3 separate regions of the Zea mays genome follow, and all the other regions are linked to region 1. Evidence: chromatin contacts called from public Hi-C data. All regions are on one chromosome and are shown on one strand. Each heading gives the region's core, a stretch centred on a gene start, on an enhancer-like site or on the middle of the called end of the contact. The rest is flanking DNA. Distances are from core to core; before and after follow the strand shown. Region 1 holds the start of LOC103633110 (serine/threonine-protein kinase SRPK). Region 2 overlaps LOC100382036. Region 3 holds the start of LOC100280079 (Folate synthesis bifunctional protein).

Region 1 (2,770 bases), core at 78-2,577:
AAGGCGGTGACGCACGGGAGCTCCATGACCCACATGGAGTCGACGTGAGCCACGTGGACGCGACGGTGGCGCTAGGTGGCCAAGCGGGAGTAGATGGGCTAGGTGGCATACTAGGCTACATGTGATGTACCAGATGGCGCGACCCTCCTGCTACTCTCCCCCGATCGTCCGACTTCGAGCGTGATAGATAGCCGGAGGTTGTGGATCTGTGATGGAGCGGTCCAGCATCGGGGAACATGGTTGGACGTGGAGGCAGTGGAGAGGGCGCCATCATCATGAAGCGATCTCTGATCGTGATGATGAAGAGGATATGATCGCTTGTGATGGTGTGGGGGCGAGAAAAAACGATGCTGAAATCCTCAATACAAGAAATTGTTTCTTCGGCGTCGAGAATAACGCGAGGACGACAGCACAACAAGCATCTCCCCTAGTGGGCGGTGGGGGTGCGCTAGCTCTCCACTGAGATGCGCGAGGACTGCGACATGACGACCACCTCCCCCAACGGTCATTTTATTAGTATTAGAAAGCAATTGAAGTTCTACGAGTAGAAAATGGGTTGGGGAAGCGATTTTGCCATTGCTGATTAAGGTCAAAGCTATAAAATTGGAAAAATTATGGATCGATTGATCGGGTATTTATAAACTTTAACTAACCAACTAACTATTATAGTAACTATGGAAAATTCTCTATTGAGTAGTTTATGTGATTATGATAATCTGACCTCAAGATTATATAATCTAGTTTAATAATCTGACTGTTTGTTCCTATCTAGTATGATGTTTGGTTCTCTATAGATTTTAAGAAGTGCACAAAATATAATACACATCACATTATCAAGTTTTGTTGGTATTGCGAGACTGACACAAAATCCAATCCAAAATTCAAAAATTGTTTGGCTAATAATGAGACGACACTGCAAAGGTGCACGGCACCAACCTCTTGGGATTCCTACGCAACAACTCTACCTTGTTTTATCACAAATGACATCCCATACTTCCTAATTATCACATGTGAACCCATTGCAATGTAACGTTGCTTTTCAACGAAGGCACCGTCATCTCATCCAAAGTGAGGGAATTTTGGCATATGGTTGAATCATGGTAAACCAAGACCGGCACAGCTTGTTACTGGTAGGATGATATGCTTCTCACTTTTGAGTTTCGACTTCCCTCATAAAGAACATTCATTCCTGTTGATGAATAATTTCGCAACGTGTAAATATAGCCGAAAGACACTCAAAGTTGATGCTTTCTGATCAAGCAAACCTTTGATATTCGAACTGTAATATTTTTATGACAATATTGGCTTGAGAGCTTAGATATGTAACTCCGTCATGTTCATTCTTGTTCTTGTTACATATCGAAGGAAAAGAAATGGCAAGAAAATCATAGAGCAAATGCAAAATGCATTAAAACTCTCCTTTTTTTTCCGTAAAAGAGAGAGAAGTCCCAAAGAACAGGTTGATTGGCGATGAGCAGTGGGATGGATACGGTGGGGGTCGGGATGGAAGCTGGCGTCGTGGGTGACCGTGCAATACATCCAAAATAGGAGGAGTGACGTGGGAAAGCTCCCCGCGTCCTCCTCTTCCTTTCCTCCTCTCGTCGTCCAGGGAAGGATGCAGGATGCTCTCCGTCCCTCCCCCACCACCTGAGGAGGAAAGCAAGAAATTTTTAACCAACCAAACGCACCACCGCGTGCCTCCGTGATTCCCAGCCCAATTAACCCGGAACAGAAGAGAAGAGCTCGCCACGCCACCGGTGGGATCGCCGGACACCTACGCGGGCCTGGCCTTGGGATCCCCGGAACGCGGGGCGTGGGAAACCGAGGAGGAGCATGTCGCGGGTGGCGTCGCTGTCGCCGTCCTTGTCGGGCGACGAGGTGGAGGTGGAGGAGGAAGAGGAGGACGAGGGCGTCGACGGCTACCGCAAGGGCGGCTACCACGCCGTCCGCCCCGGGGACCAGTTCGCCGCCGGCCGCTACGTCGCCCAGCGGAAGCTCGGCTGGGGCAACTTCTCCACCGTCTGGCTCGCCTTCGACGTCCAGTCACAGGTAGGCGCGCCCTCGCTCTGGCCTCTTCCGCATGAGATCACGGCATCTCCCCGCTTCCCGCGCGGCGATCCCTCCGCTCCGCTTCGTAATGCGATTGCCCGCCTAGATCTTGCGCTTTGTCGATTAGCGGGGCACCGATAGATCGCTTGATCGGATCGCAAGTACCGCTGGCGCCTCGTGCGGTTGGCTGGCGCGCGCCTGGCCTGCCCTGACCTAGGACCCCACTCGAGGTCGAGGGGAATGGGTGTGGGATTGGGATTGGGATTGCGACGGGGCTGTCGGATACTCCCTCGGATTTTATAGGCTTCGTTTCACTAGAGTATGGATTCGGTTTGTCGTTTCTTTCCTCATTTGGGAGTTCGGTTCATCCGTTTGCCGCTCCCATGGGAAAGCCTTTACTCTTCCGTCACCTAGCAACCAGATGGGTTCAGGTCTTACGCGCTCGAGGGAAACTATGCCAAATCGAAGTTTTCATTTATTTTCTAAGAGTACAATTGCAAAAATAAATTCATTTGCCAGTACCGGAGGCAAACTCTTTTAATGCCCCTCTTTTCTCATATTAATGTGGCTTATTACGTTTAGCTACAACCATGATTATAATTATTGCTCTGGATGAATAGAGTTGTGAAATTGATAAAAAACAACAACTGAACATTGTTTTTACAAATGGTACTCCTTTCTGCAGAGATACGTGGCCCTGAAGATCCAAAAGAGTGCGCCT
Region 2 (2,770 bases), core at 108-2,607, 230 kb before region 1:
GGGGTTGGGGGCCTCAGTGTTATACCTAAAAGTTTACTTAGTTCCTAATGTCACTTTTCAAAAAACCAAGATTAATTTTTTTGAGCAGCTTGCGATGCCTCGGCTATTGCAACATGACTATTTTTTTTATTCTGTGTGATCTACATCAATGCTGCTTCACCAAGCCAACAATTCTAGCATCGAATATGATTCGTTTACTTGGTCTGCAGTTGGTGTTACTGTTCCTGTATTGAGCTATAAAGTACCGGGAAAAATCATTTTTATCTGAAAGTACTTTGGAAAAAAATAATCCAAGAACCTTTTGTGGGATCAAATCGCTATCTCAGCTTTAGAGTAAATTAGTGAGCTGTCAAACTGAAGGTAGTCCAGCAAATGTTTATCATTTATTTTTAGTTTGCCTTCAGTAATGCATAACATATAATTTATTGGTATGCTGGGGGTCAATGAGCTCCTTAGCTGTGATATGAATGTGCCATCTTCACAATGCCATCAGCCTTGTACCACATAGAAGTCAAAACTAGCTTTTGTTTATGCATCACCTCGTTCTACTAAAAAAACTGTGCAGGTCATTGAGCATTTGCCGTATGATCATAGAGCAGATGTTTTCAGTTTTGGGATAGTTCTTTGGGAGCTGCTGACCGGAAAGGTTATTTTCTTTCGCCATCATATTGTTTCGTCGGGACAATGGTAGAGCAGAAGTTTGGTTTTGCTAATTGTTGAGTTGGCCTTTGCTTTTCAGCTTCCATATGAAGACATGACACCTCTTCAGGCAGCAGTTGCTGTTGTTCAAAAGGTATCATAGTTTAGCACATCAGTTACTGTGGTTTGTCACAAAATAAGAACAGTAGGACATCTTGCTGTTATCATACTACTTTAATTTGCTGAAAGGAAAAAGGTTCCAAATAGAAGGTGAATGTTGAATTGTAGATCCATTTGAATCTTTTCCGGTGCTTGGTGGGGAAGTGAATTACTCCTTGTGAAATTGCTGCGGGGTTCCTGTTTCAAATCCTAATTTGCCAGTCCCGATACCTCTACATGCAGGATCTGAGGCCTACTATTGCTGTTGATACTCATCCTATGCTCGCTGAGCTACTCCAGAGATGCTGGCAGAAAGATCCTGCTCTAAGACCAACATTTGCAGAGATTGTGGATATATTGAACTCTATAAAGGAGGTGTGTGTTCACACAAAGGACTACATGCGCTTACCCTGATTTTGGTCTCATATTAGTCTATTTTTTCTCACACCCTTTATTGCCAGGCGGTTCGGAGTTCTGTGCATCACAAAAGGCATTCATGTCGATCTCACTCCGGGAGAAGACGAGGCTGTTGATGTGCCAGTTTTATGTGGTGCCGCACGCCCTTTTCATTTTATTTTTGTAGTCGAGCGATAACTTCAGAATACGGCCAGAAGAGCTTACTGTGTTCATTCCGAGAGGTTTTGGTAACTTTATTTTTTTTAATTTGGACTTATGCTTCAAGGATTTTCATCGTTAAAAAGCTTAGAGGTGCATATCCACGTTTACATTTGGCATGTATCTGTATCTCGTACTCGTTTTCTTAAGTTTGGCAGGCAACCAAGATTTTAATGAAAATCTTTAACCATTACTCACTCCGTCCGAATTTATAATTCGTTTGACTTTTTCTTTGCGCCAAGTTTGATTGTTTTGTCTTATTCATTTTTTTTGAAAAATTTTAAAAATTCAAAGTCATACTTAAAATATATTACATAGTAGAGGAGATCATAATAAAAACTAACAATAATTTATGAATATTTTTGGATAAGACGAGCTAGTTAAACTTAGCGTAAAAAAGTCAAATGAGTTAAACTTAGCGTAAAAAAGTCATATGAATTATAAATTGAAACGAGGAGTATTATAGAATTCCAGTATTTGTGTAACAAACTGTGTAAGTTTAGTATCGGTAGAATCATACTATTTGAAAACATTTTCGTAGATTGTTGATATATATTGGATATAAATGTTAAAACTATTTTTATCAAGGCAATGTATTAGGTGTAAACTAATAATTCTGTGTAAACTTCGTACAAACTAACTAACAAGTCACATAAATTCTCAAAAAAAACTATAGATGTACTTCTTTGCCCACTCCACCATTGAATAAAGTTTTAAATTCAAATTCATCATATATTAAAATGTACAAAAAAGTGAAAATTCAGAGATAATTTTCACTTTTTGTATATTAGAATTTTCTCTTTTTTGTATCTGTTAACATGTGATGAATTTGAATTTGAAATTTTATATAGTGGTAGAGTAGACAATGAAGTACATCTATATTTTTTGAGATTTTTTTGTGACTTTTGTTAGTTGGTTTGCACTAGATACATTGTCTTTCATCAAAGTGCTCAAGTAGCGTGTTAGCTTGATATTTTCGTAGATTGTTGATGGATATACTAGGTATAGCCATTTTCGTAGATTATTCATATATACTAAGTATAACTGCCAAAGGCGACTTATGCAACAATTTCAAATGTTCCAAACATACCCATAACAATCCACATGTATAAGCCATTTAAATGTCATGTCATCCAAACTTACTTCCTAATATCATATTGCTCGATCTTTTGTATTATGTGAGTTTTTGTTATTATCATTATTCATTTATTTTGTAAATAATAATATTATATCTTCGAGGTCGAAGGACGTCATCATTAGGGCATCGATTCTTCACACGGAGATGGCTAGGATTGGAAGGGCCTTCCCTTCACTGACCACGACTAGGTTAGATTACAACTAGATATGTAGAAAAAGA
Region 3 (2,770 bases), core at 116-2,615, 160 kb before region 1:
ATGCAGGAGTGTTTCGTATGCGCTATGAGATGAAGTATTGGTTCTGGGCACCTTTGGTGGTTTTGGCAATGAAGAACAGATGGAAAGGAGTAGATATTTTTCTTAGGATAAGGATCAGAGATACTGCCTACATGAATTGTAAATGGTTGTCCAAGTGCTCACTCAGCAGGCTTAGCACAGTTGTCCATGTTTTTCCTTCTGGCTCAAGGTCGTCGAGGTACGAACCCTCAGCCCGACCGGCCGACCTCCCTTGCACTATCTCGCTGCCCACATAGATAACAGTCCATCTCTCTATGTCGGCGATCGGGGGGCCAAGATCGTGGCAACAGGACAATCGGATGAGCAGTCTACCTTCTAAGCCTTATACGTCAATAGTGCCTATTTATCTTTTTTGCCAGCCTAGAAAAAAAGTTCGAGACTTGTGAGTCGGCTCGACTCGGAGAGGCTCGTGAACCTGAATGAGTCTTAGCCGAGCCTACTTTTTTGCTCACTCAAACAGTCAGTCGAACCCAGCCGAGCTTTGATTGTTTTTTTTTTTGGCACATGTAGAAGAATAGGAAGCGTCAATAGAGCTCCGTTGGATGATTGTTTTTTTCTCTAAATTAAGGTTCAAGATTAAAGTTATTGAAATCTGTTGGAGATGCTCTTACAATGTGTCACACAAAATTTTAATCAGGAATTTAGAATGAACGACGGACTTCGTAGGCAGCATGTGTATACAATCTGTGACAATTATTTTTTTCTTTGTCTAGGACTCTAGAAGTACTAGCTAATCTTGGGCCATTGGGTGGAAGGCTCAAAGCAATACTTGGCCCAGCCCAAAAAATATCATCAGTGGAAAAAAAAAACTAATCCCTAACCTACCGCTCGCCATCCACCAAGCCGCCACCGAGCCTCCCAGTCCCAGTCCGCGCGCCCGGCGCCTCCCTCGAGCGCCTCTGTCCTCCGTCGGCCGTCGCACTGTGCCCCCGTCCGCCTCCGGCCTCCGCCAACCCGCGTCCGCCCACGACTAGGCGGCTCTGGGCAGGTCCTTCCACAAAGGTGAGAGCACAACCCGTTCCAATTTCGTAGAAGCAATAAGCAGATTCCTTGATATATATCAGAGTTGTTGCTATCGCATGTTTGTGATTCTGCATCTGCTGCACACACGTCCCATGAAGGAGTCATCAGTGATGTGACATGGAGGTGGCGGATGGTCGTCCACTCCTCCTACCTAGTGACGCATTCGTGGCAGCCAAAAGTGAATCATCCGTAGGCGCACTAAATGGATCCATTTTAGCCTAGCACAAGAGGGAAACAGGAAAAAAAAAAGAAAAACAAAAAAGCCCACGTACCGCCCAAGTCCCCAACACGCTAAGATTAACCTAACCAGCTGCCTCTCCTCTCTCTCCTAGGCTTTCAGCCGCTCTCCTAGTCTCCTACTCTCCTCTCAGCCGTCGCCGTCGCTCTCCACACCGCTCTCCTCTCTCCTCCGAGCCGCAGCTCTTCTCTCTCCCTCTCCCCTGCGTGCCGCCACTGCGGGCACCCTGCACGCCGCCGCTGCGTGGCCCTACACGCCACCGCTACGGGTGCCCTACGCGCCGCCGTCACTGCTCCAGCTCTCCTCTGTTTCCCAGCCAATGCCGCCGCTCTAACTCCCCAAGGCATCGCCCCGACGACGGCTCAACGAAGCCCCGTCGACGCCTCGCGGACGCCCTGCGCCGCAGCGGGCGCTTTACGCTCCATGGCAAGGCGCGTTAGATGCCTCAGGTTCCACAGGCGCCTTAGCGCCTAAGCGACGCTAAGGCGGCGCTTCAGATAAGCATGCTTTTGAATAAGGTACTTTTCTATATTCATCGCTTAGTTTGTAGCTATGAATTATTTTAGACTGTGTTGTGATTTTTTTTTTCTTTCGTCACTACGTTAGCAACACCTTGATTTTGGCGCGTCCTCCGCCGCTAGGAAGAGCTTCCTGATTTGCGAGAGAGCTATTTGATCACTTGTATTGCCTCGTTGGACTGATAGTTAGTCACAATGGCAGTGGACCAATTTCATGTTTCCCCAGCAGTTTCAAGCAGCAAAAGGATCCCACAGCAAAACACTTGAGCTGACAAGCTCTCTTGCTGTCTTGCATAAGCTTGTAGCACCTTTTTGTTTGGGGAGGTTTGCTAGAGAACTTCTGTATTTTCGTTCATTAATTTCTTCTGGTATATCTCATCAGCTATCATTAGGGAAAAAAAACCTCTTGCTTGTTCCAACATCAAACTTCAAAGCTATATGTCTCCATTGCTGCAGATTTTTTTCATCTGTCAGACTCTCTTTTGGGTGCATGATTGGAACTTTGGTAACCAAGTTTTAGCTTTTGGTTATGCTTGTTCAGCCTCACATTTGTCTGTGTTTTGCCTGTTACCAGATGTGAAGGATTAAAGCTCATGTGAAAGATTCTAAGACTACAATTGGTATCAAGCGGTTGCTTTCTTATTTCTCATACGCTCAACCATGCTCCTGCATGCTAAGGATTCAGTTAGGAAGATGCATTCAGTTGCTAAGAACTACTTTGGTACAATTCTAGCTTTCAATTTAAATCCACTAACATGCAATTAAAAACAACTAAGCCTCTAATGTCTAACTCACCCCTTCCTATTTTTTTGACAGTGTCTGATCTTACTCATCCTCCAAGATCCTTGAACAGAGCTTCCAGACATGTTGTTCCATTCAAGACCCGTTTCTTTACTCATTGCTCACTTGAGAGCCGTTCAGTTGACCAAGAGATTGTGATTGCTATGGGAAG

Evidence for each region. A called contact is a pair of places that touch in the nucleus more often than the background predicts.
Region 2: a contact with region 1 is called in a Hi-C map of leaf, with 6 times the contacts expected there. The contact joins the enhancer-like site here to the promoter of LOC103633110 in region 1. A contact is called at or near these places in 4 of 25 Hi-C or Micro-C datasets (bundle sheath, ear, leaf and 1 more).
Region 3: a Hi-C map of bundle sheath shows a contact between it and region 1, with 4 times the contacts expected there. The contact joins the promoter of LOC100280079 here to the promoter of LOC103633110 in region 1. A contact is called at or near these places in 5 of 25 Hi-C or Micro-C datasets (bundle sheath, ear, endosperm and 2 more) and 1 of 3 datasets of contacts at active chromatin or transcription factors (leaf).

What each region holds. Positions count from the first base shown.
Region 1 is chr7:150,620,631-150,623,400 of Zm-B73-REFERENCE-NAM-5.0, forward strand. LOC103633110 (serine/threonine-protein kinase SRPK) reads left to right here and starts at 1,328. Exons shown (of 6, transcript XR_556347.3): 1 at 1,328-2,049; 2 at 2,735-2,770.
Region 2 is chr7:150,387,709-150,390,478 of Zm-B73-REFERENCE-NAM-5.0, forward strand. It overlaps LOC100382036, which reads left to right. Exons shown (of 15, transcript NM_001361571.1): 12 at 566-646; 13 at 740-793; 14 at 1,042-1,173; 15 at 1,260-1,609. The coding sequence ends at 1,331. Among protein-coding and RNA genes, the nearest start is that of LOC100382036, 12 kb to the left of the region's middle. Within about 2 kb of position 1,358, at least 3 of the 20 cell types and tissues checked have an H3K27ac peak or open chromatin away from gene starts, as enhancers often do. A contact at or near this core is called in leaf, where this site is marked.
Region 3 is chr7:150,457,013-150,459,782 of Zm-B73-REFERENCE-NAM-5.0, forward strand. LOC100280079 (Folate synthesis bifunctional protein) reads left to right here and starts at 1,366. Exons shown (of 3, transcript NM_001153018.1): 1 at 1,366-1,818; 2 at 2,393-2,539; 3 at 2,635-2,770. The coding sequence starts at 2,479.